Linked DNA regions of Mus musculus: region 1 is linked to region 2. The links are chromatin contacts, called in public HiChIP or PLAC-seq maps. All regions are on one chromosome and are shown on one strand. The core of a region is the stretch at or near the end of the contact, and the rest is flanking DNA. Distances in the headings are between cores, read along the strand shown.

Region 1 (4,374 bases), core at 1,557-4,056, 410 kb after region 2:
AGCCCCTAGCCCAGCGAAGGTCCCAACGCATGCGTGCTTGCTAACCAAGACCCTGCCTGGCAGGTTCACCCGTTACATTGTGACCTGACCAACTCTGCCCTGTCTTGAAAACACCAGCTTGTTCATCCCACTCCCAGCAGGTGAGGCTTTCTGTCTGCCAGACACTCTTGGATGCCATTTATGGGGTGAGCACACGGCACCCCTTCGAAAACTGGTAAGCCACACTGCAGCACTAACTAATGAGGGAAATAAGGCACAGAGAGGTTAGTCAACTCTACCAAGGTCACGTAGGGTAGCTGCGCACCCGGTATGTGAACCTACATAGGTTGAGACTACCTGCTGTGTGGTGACCACCAGAAATAGTTCCCTCCAAAGCTCCCTGCCACGATCAAGAGGAGCTAACTAGGCAGGGTAGTACGTACCATCAGTCCCAATACCGTCAGTCCCAATGCTCAGACAGAGTGACTTAGAGAAACCATGCCTTAAAAACAAAAACAACAGCAAGTGGAGAGAGAGAGAGAGAGAGAGAGAGACCCGGAGCCTGAAGACAGTTGATTTGATGTCAGCTCCTTTTTAAAAGGATAGGAAGAAGCCGGGCGTGGTGGCGCACGCCTTTAATCCCAGCACTCGGGAGGCAGGCAGATTTCTGAGTTCTAGGCCAGCCTAGTCTACAAAGTGAGTTCCAGGACAGCCAAGGCTATACAGAGAAACCCTGTCTCGAAAAACAGAAGAAGAAGAAGAAGAAGAAGAAGAAGAGGAGGAGGAGGAGGAGGAGGAGGGAGGGGGAGGGGGAGGGAGGAGTGGGAGTGGGAGGGGGAGGATGTATTTTGGGTGTGCACATCATGCCACAGCACTAGCGTAGAGGTCAGAGGTCACCTTGCAGGGACCATTTCTCTTGAACTGTGGGTAAGCAGTTCAAGTCCTCAGAGTACCCTATGAGGTCTCACCAGCCTTGATCTCGGGTCTTCCTGGGGCCTCACTGAGCTCAACACAGGAGAGCTATTCATGTTTTGTTCAGAAAAACTATCCATGTGGTATGGGCACGTGCCGGCTCACCCTGTGACCGGCACCCGGTGAGCATGTGTGATAGCCATCAAGGGCCCGGCTGTGTGAATTTGCCTGGAGAGAAACGAATAAATTCCTGTTCACTCCAGACAGGGCACCACCGTCAGCCAGCCAGAGCCGCCATTCTGCCTATGTCCAGCTTAGGCAATGAGTTTACTAGGGTTTCAAGTAGGCACCTAGGCACCCCCAAACCAGCTGCTGAGTCACTAAACTGCCTCAGCCTGGTATGTGGGATACTTTTCTGTTGCTGTGGTAAAACACCATGACCAAAGCCACTTAAGGAAGAGGGAAGGGTTTGCCTTTCTTCCAGAGGGTGGGTCGCAGTGGCCATAGGAGGCCAGAGCTTAGAGATCGAGTCTCAACTGCACACAGGAAACAGGAAGAGCAAACTGGAAGCGGGGTGAGACTGTACCCCTCAAAATCCACGCCAACTGATAAACTTCCTCCAGCAGGGCTGTGCCTCCTAAAGGTTCCATAGCTCCCACCACAGTGCCACCAACTGGAGAACAAAGTGTTCATGAGCCTGTGGGGGAGGGGACCCTTTGGTGATGTCGTCCCTCCTCCCTGTGGCTGCATGGAGCCCTTGCAGTTAACTGCCCATCCTCTATATGATCTTTTCTTTTCTTGTTTCCTTTTCTTTCCCCAAACAAGGTTTCTCTATATACTCCTGACTATCCTGGACTTGCTTTGTAGACAAGGCTAGCCCCAAACTTACAGAAATCCACCTGCCTCTGCCCCCTGAGTGCTGGGTTTAAATGTGTGTGCCACCATTCCTGGCTTCTACACACTCTCACTGATTAGCTATGAAGATGACCACAATGCTCAATCTCTCCAGGCCTGTTTCCACCTCCATTCAATGGAGACATTGCAGGGCTGATGTTCACGCTGGTGTGATGGGAACCCAGCAATCTGGGAATAGTGCCCGGCACACAGTGACACACACTTGGGCCACCAACGTGATGACACTTGCAGAGCCTAGAAGTGCCACAGCTGAGCAAGCCCAGAACCTGGCACAAGGGACTAACTCCAGTGTCATCCAAAACTCAAAGCTAAGGCCACATCCCACAGCAACTAACTCACAGTGTCAGGATTCCACCTGAACAAGGTCTGTAGCCAACAATTCCTGGGAATTACATGATGGAAGGAGAGAATGGACACCCTCCCCACACAAAAATGTCCTGATTTTCACACGTGTACGTACACACACACACTCCTCCCCTCCCCCAACAATACGTAAATCCAATGAAAGTTTAAATACACACATAAAAAAAGAATTTTCACTGTGTTCACAATTTGTGTGTTTCTCCTCTCTTTGAAATAGGATCATATATGTATCAAGGCCTCAAACTTGATATGTACCCTAGAACGTCCTTGAATCTCCGATTCTCCTGCCTCCACCTAAACCGGGGGCATAACTGTCCTGCACCACCGCAGGCAGGGCTTAGGCCTGGATGCTGAAAGGCAGATCGACCACTGTGTGCCATGAGGTGAAGCCCAAAGATGCGGGAATGGAAGGACGTGACCTGGGGCCCAGCTCAGGGTTCCCGGGAGTCTCCACGCTGGGCAGAGGCTGGGCAGGCACCCCCAACTCCCCCCTACACACACCCCACTTATCACCACCCCACCCCCACTCCCATCTCCAGGCCTTGCTGGGGCCCCGCCCCCACCCACAGAGACCTAGTCTAAAACCGGCTGCAGTTCTAAGACAGCTTGGGCGCCAGAGGGAGCTCCAAGGGACTGGACTGGCTTCTTCCCGCAGCTGGTTCAAACTGGTTTGGGCAGGGTGCGGCCTCTGCAGGCTGCATTCCAGGCCTCTGGCTAGCAGCGCATTCCAGGCCTTTCCAGGACCACTTGGGGTAGAACCTGGGGACCATAGCCTTGAGTCCTCTAAGAGGCTAGACCCTGTGCGAATTCAGCTCTTTGTTTAAAATCTTTCCTGCGGCCTTGGGCAGGGTCCTTGGCTTAGGACCTTCACCAGGTGAAGCCCTGAGTGGGGGTGTGTCAAAACCAATTAGTGACTGACTTGGTAGAAAAAGGGCAGGACAGCTCCCCATTTCTCCTGGGTCCCCAGTTCAAAAAGTGGGTTGGGACACGGGATTCCAGAAACACAGTGATTTCTGGCTTCCCAGATCCTTTAGAGTGTGACAACTTCTCCAGAAATTGACAATTTCCCTAAGCCTAGCCCGGGCTAACTTCAAACATACAGGTACCAGGGAATCACCTCAAACCTTGATCCTCCCGCCTCTCCCTCCCAAAAGTACTCTTAAAGTTTGGTTATAACGAACTTCAAAGAAACTGGCCTTCCAGATATCCAAACCTTTAGTGCACTCTCCCCAACTTCCTCTCTCACCCCCAAATTACCACCTTGCTGAATGAAACTTCAATCCAGTTCCCGCCTTTCCTAGGCCTCATGGCCAGGCTACAGCTGAACCAACGCAGTATAGGCAGCGCCTGGTGACCATGGGACACCCTGCCAAGCCTCAGCCCTCGCTCACCTCCCCTAGCCTTTCTTCTGGTTGTCCACCCAGTGGCTTTTGCCACTCAGTGCTGCTGGCCAACCAAGGCCAGCCTGGGCTCTTCCAGCAGTTCCCAGCCCTGGCAGGCTTGCTAGAGGGGGGTGGGGGTGGGGGTGACTCGTGAAAGAACTCAGAACTAGACATGTCATAGCTATGATGGATGAATGGATGGATGGATGGATGGCCATGTGTGGTCTCAGTGGATTCCCTTTCTAAGTGCCTGGTACCCAAGGCACTGCCAAGAATTTCCCAGAAGATGCTGGGCAGAGAGCTGGAGAGTCTGGATGGATGTGGAAAATCAGTCACACTTCCAGAAGTGGGGAGCCAGCAGCCCCAGGGCACGCAAAAGCCAGATGGAGCCAGTTTAGATTGCTCTGGAGGGTTGTCAGATAGAAGATGAACTCACACACACAGCAGGGAAGGATCAGGGTGGTGGGTATTTATTTCCAACCCTAAGACCAGCCCGTTTAAAAATAAACATAATATTTTAAAAGGCATCAGCTAGAAATTCAAAACTAGACTATGGTCTGGTCCTCTCCCCTTTGAGCTTCCCCGTTTGTATTGGAAGGAGGGCCTCCTCCTTGGCCCAGGCACTGCAGAATTTGGGTGAGCCTCCCAGCCTGGGTGTGTCAAATTTATCACCTATTCATTCATATTCATTCTCTCTCTCTCTCTCTCTCTCTCTCTCTCCCTTTGCCCCCCCCCGCACCCCCTGTCTTTCTTTTTGGGAGCCACTAAGTCTAGCCCACTCACTTCACCAGAGTCCCAGAATCCCATCTTTGCCCCACCCTGC
Region 2 (4,851 bases), core at 53-2,552:
GGCCCACTGCAGCAGGAGTGAGAGGTTAGGGGTGAGGGGTTAGGAGTGAGGGGTGAGGGATGAGGGTGAGGAGTGAGGATGAGGGATGAAGGATGAGGGTGAGGAGTGAGGGTGAGGGATGAGGGTGAGGAGTGAGGGTGAGGGATGAGGGTGAGGAGTGAGGATGAGGGATGAAGGTGGGGATGAGGGATGAGGGTGAGGAGTGAGGGTGAGGGATGAAGGTGAGGGATGAGGGGTGAGGGTGAGAGATGAAGGTGAGGAGTGAGGGTGAGGGATGAGGGTGAGGAGTGAGAGTGAGGGATGAGGGATGAAGGTGAGGGATGAGGGTGAGGAGTGAGGGGTGAGGGTGAGAGATGAAGATGAGGGATGAGGGTGAGGAGTGAGGGTGAGGGGTGAGGGTGAGGGTGAGGGATGAGGGATGAGGGTGAGGGATGAAGGTGAGGGATGAGGGGTGAGGGATGTGGGGTGAGGGTGAGAGATGAAGGTGAGGAGTGAGGGTGAGGGATGAGGGATGAGGGTGAGGGATGAAGGTGAGGGATGAGGGGTGAGGGTGAGAGATGAAGGTGAGGAGTGAGGGTGAGGGATGAGGGTGAGGAGTGAGAGTGAGGGATGAGGGATGAAGGTGAGGGATGAGGATGAGGAGTGAGGGGTGAGGGTGAGAGATGAAGATGAAGGATGAGGGTGAGGGATGAGGGTGAGGAGTGAGGGTGAGGGATGAAGGTGAGGAGTGAGGGTGAGGGATGAGGGATGAGGGGTGAGGGTGAGAGATGAAGATGAGGGATGAGGGTGAGGGATGAAGGTGAGGAATGGAGGTGAGAGTTGAAGGAGAGGGTGGAGGGTGAGAGTGAGAGATGAGGGCTGAGGGTAAGGGATGAAGGTGAGGGATGAGGGATGAAGGGTGAGGGTGAGGGGTGAGGAGGCTTAAGCCCTTTCTGATCCACCATGACTCCTTCATTTACATCCCGTGAAGTATCAAGAGTTTCTGGGGCTGTGGCTCACTTGGTAGCGTGCATGTGGCAAACCCTGGGCTTGGTCCTCAGTGCTCCATAAACCAGGTGTGGTAGTGCACGCCTGTAATCCCCGTACTCAGGCGGAGGTGGGACTTCAGGGTCATCCTTGGTCACACTAGGTTCTAGGCCAGCCTGGGCTACATGAGCCTGTCCTAAAGTTTCTCTCTCTGGGACGTGAGGAGTGGGCCCGCTCCCCAGGCGCACGCGCAGCAGTCAGAGCCTCCAGCCATGCTGAGTTCCCGGCTCACCCCGTCTCCACCCCGACCTCTGCCACAACTAGTGCAGCTCTGAGTGAATCACCCATGAGTCCTCTGGCCTCCAGCGACTCCCTTGCTCCCAGCCCTCTCTTTCTATTCTCTGTGTGCCTGATGAAACAAGAACCGCATCACAACTTTCTGTGCTCCAGAGCTTCCCGTGGCTCCTACTGCCTTAAAGATTAATCTTACAACCTGTAGATGCCGTGACACGAGTGGGCGACTCCTCCTCCTCCTCCCTCCCCTTCCCAGGCTACCTTTCCTGTCCCCTCCCCCCCACACTTGCCCCCTGTCTCCAGCTGAGGCTGCCTGGGTTCTTCCAGGGACACCTGCTAGCCTCAGGGTGTTTGCAAGGCTGCCTCCTCCACTTGGCGTGCTTTCTCCCTCCTCTTTCCCTAGCTTGCCTTGCTGATGGGGAGACCCTCTAGTAGCAGACCACCGGACTCTTTCTTAGGCCCCTGGGCCCACCTCTAGGGGCTGTGAGAGAAGACCTCTGAGGACAGGAGCCCTGTCACCTGGGAGCAGGGAGGATGTCAGGGCCAGCTGTTCACTCTCTGACAAGCTCCTGGGTCGTGAGGTCTCAGAAGCCTGGTGGCAGCTGAGCCCCATTCTGTCAGCACAGCCCGTGGCTTAGACTCTGCTGCTGTAAACTTGAACAGACCCATCCCCAGGGGGAGACTTTCTAGGTGCTCCCTGGTTTAGTCCTTGTAGGCCTCTGGATCCCCCACCCACCGTTGTCACAAAAGACTCCTTAGCTGACATTGTTCCACACCCCAGGATGCAAAGCAGGAATCCTGCTGACTGCTTTCTTGGAGTGTTCCCAGTGCACACTGCAAGGCTTGGTGCACAGTACATGCTCAATAAATGTTTGTTGAATGACTGAATAAAGACATAACAGAATGAGTTGGAGGTTGGGAGCAAGGTCACTGGTTCTCCCATCCACCACCAGCCTGGATCCTCACGGTGCCACCATGGCTGCCGAAGCACTTGCCATCTCTTCCACATGCGGTCAAGGCCAAGGCAGGGAAAGGTGCTCAGATACCCACTTAAGACTGAAGAAAGCAGCCAGGGAGTGTCCCATGTCTTAATCCCAGTACTTGTGAGGCAGAAGCAGTCAGATCTTTGTTAAGTTTGAGGCTAGCCTGGTCTATAGAGCTAGTTCCAGGACAGCCAGCGCTACACAGAGAAACCCTGTTCTCAAAACAAACAAAACAAAACAAAACACCAAAAAACAAAACTAAAAACAAAGCAAAAGAAAAAAAAAACAAAATAAAAAAACCGAAAAACCCCCAATGAGTGCCAGGGATGGAGAACAGAAGGGCCCTGGAGGGGAGCAAGGCAGAAGGCCTAGTGAGAAGGCCTAGTGAGCTAGGCATCCCATGCTGTCACCTGTCCCCCAACCCCGCACCTCCAGTAATGGCACTTTCACAGGACTATCCTCAGACACTGCACTCTGAAGTGACCACGGGTCCTATGACATCTGTGACGTGTATTCATCCTTGTGCAATGTTGGGGTGGGGGTGCAGACCACGACCTCGGAGAGAAGGAGGAGGCTGGTGCTCAGGTTATAGCAGGCTGGGGAGGGAGGGACCTGTCTGGGCAGAGTATCGGGTGTGTGTTCCACCACTGCTGGGAGGAGCTCTGGGTGTCCAGGGTACAGACTGCAGCTCTGTGTTCCACAAGAGCCACCCTACTTAATAACCACAGCTACTGGGGCCTGTGTGCTCCCCAGATGTGGGGCCAGCCCTGGGAGGGGGAGGGGGCACCAGTTTTGTTGTCATTCCCACGTTATAGAGGCAGAAATGGCTTTAGAGACATCTGTGGTCTCCTGGGAAGAGAGCAAGCTGGGGACAGGGTGGTCTGGGTCCAAGTCCTTGCTCCGCCAAGCTCTGGGCTGCCTGTGCATTTGTCTTTTTGCTGAGTATCCATCCGCTTGCCCATGAGTATTTGTTTGTTTTTGAGACAGGGTTTTAGGTAGCCGAGCATGAACTTGACCCCTGATCCTCCCTGCTTCTCCCTGATGTGCCTTCAAGGCAAACTGAAGACTGGAGGTGCTGAGGCTGGGTGTCTCCCATGAAAGCTCGATCCTGGATGGATGCTCAGAATCATAGTCTCTACCGTTTAAAGAGACACTTGTGACCTGTCCTGATGTTCCTGAGGCCTCTTGTTAGCTGTGGTCACCCGCTGGGGTGGTTGCGAAAGCCCTTTCTCTCTCCCCACTGTTGATAAAGCAAGGAAATCATTAGGCATTGTGCCATCCTGTGGCCAGTCCGTTGCCCCTTTCCCGCCTGGAGGCTTGGGTGGGGCCAGCTTCTCCTTCTCCCTCCAGGAGGCTAGATGGATCTGAAGGGGGCTTTTGGGGAGTGGGAGGTGATGGGCTGGATGTCAGGTCCTCCACCACCTGTCACCCTTGGGTAATGGTGGCTCCAGCTTGCCTGGTGTTCAGGCAGGATCCAGCCCTTACCCTGCGTGTTCTGAGTTGTCTTTAAAGTCACCCTGAAGCCAACCAGGCTTCCCTGGCCCCTCCCCCTGGATTCAAGCTCCACTGTTCTCCCACCCACTCCAGGGCAGTAGCCACCAAGGTCTCTCCGATGCCATATTTTGGGAGGAGGACTGGGGGTGTGTGTGTCGAGACAGGGTCTCTCTGTGTAGCCCTGGCTGTCCTGGAACTCCCTCTGTAGACCAGGCTGGCCTCGAACTCACAGAGAGCCACCTGCCTCTGCCTCTGAAGTGCTGGGATTAAAGGCATGCACCACCATGCCCGGCTAATTGCCACCATTTTTTATACACCGTATTATCTGTTTAATGTCCCTGTCCCTCCTGGGAATGTCACCGGTGGTTCTCAGTCCAGGGACTGTGGTCTGCCGTGATCATGGTAGCCCATAGCCTTGCGCAGTATTCTGCACTCCGCAGACACCGGCTGAAGTCATGGTGGGGTAGGAGCTGCTGGCAGCCCAGACACTGCAGCACAGATGGCTTGAGAATGGGACCTAGGACAGATGTCACCCTCCTTCAGGGTCATCTGGCTACTTTGTAGGTCTCTTTGTCATGCCCCACCTATGGTGGTTTGAATATGCTTGGTCCCAATTAAATGCTGTCCTTATAATTGTTGCCTTGGCTGTGCGTGGTGGCACACACCTTTAATCCCAGCACTTTCGAGGCAGAGGCAGGCGAATTTCTGAGTTTGAGGTCAGCCTGGTCTACTGAGTTCCAGGACAGCCAGGGCTACACAGAGAAACCCTGTCTCGAAAAACAAAACAAAACAAAACAAAACAGCCAACAAAAAAAAGTGTTGCCTTGGTCATGGCGTCTGTGCCACCTGTGCCCCCACCCAACCCCTCTCTCCCTTTCCCTATCCTGGCTTGCTTTGTTTCTTTATTTTTGGCCTCTTCTCCCTGAGAGGGCCAGCAGAGAACACCTTGTCCAGGAGGTCAGTGACAGGCCTGCAGGGACACCACAAGAACAATAAGGAGCTGTGCTGGTGGTCAGCTAAGTCAGAGGGAGAAGGAAGGGGGCCGTGTGGCTCGTGAGTCTGGGCACTAATGATACGGTGTAATAATGGGCACACAAAGAGCACTAATCTGATA

What was found. HiChIP or PLAC-seq counts read pairs in DNA pulled down with a chosen protein or histone mark.
Region 1: a FOXA1 HiChIP or PLAC-seq map of pancreatic cancer cells shows a contact between it and region 2. The contact joins two enhancer-like sites.

The regions. Positions count from the first base shown.
Region 1 is chr2:168,112,320-168,116,693 of GRCm38.p6, forward strand. No RefSeq gene overlaps it. Among named protein-coding and RNA genes, the nearest start is that of Gm46787, 30 kb to the right of the region's middle. Within about 2 kb of position 2,807, at least 104 of the 459 cell types and tissues checked have an H3K27ac peak or open chromatin away from gene starts, as enhancers often do. A contact at or near this core is called in pancreatic cancer cells, where this site is marked.
Region 2 is chr2:167,707,294-167,712,144 of GRCm38.p6, forward strand. No RefSeq gene overlaps it. Among named protein-coding and RNA genes, the nearest start is that of Gm38464, 16 kb to the right of the region's middle. Within about 2 kb of position 1,303, at least 32 of the 459 cell types and tissues checked have an H3K27ac peak or open chromatin away from gene starts, as enhancers often do. A contact at or near this core is called in pancreatic cancer cells, where this site is marked.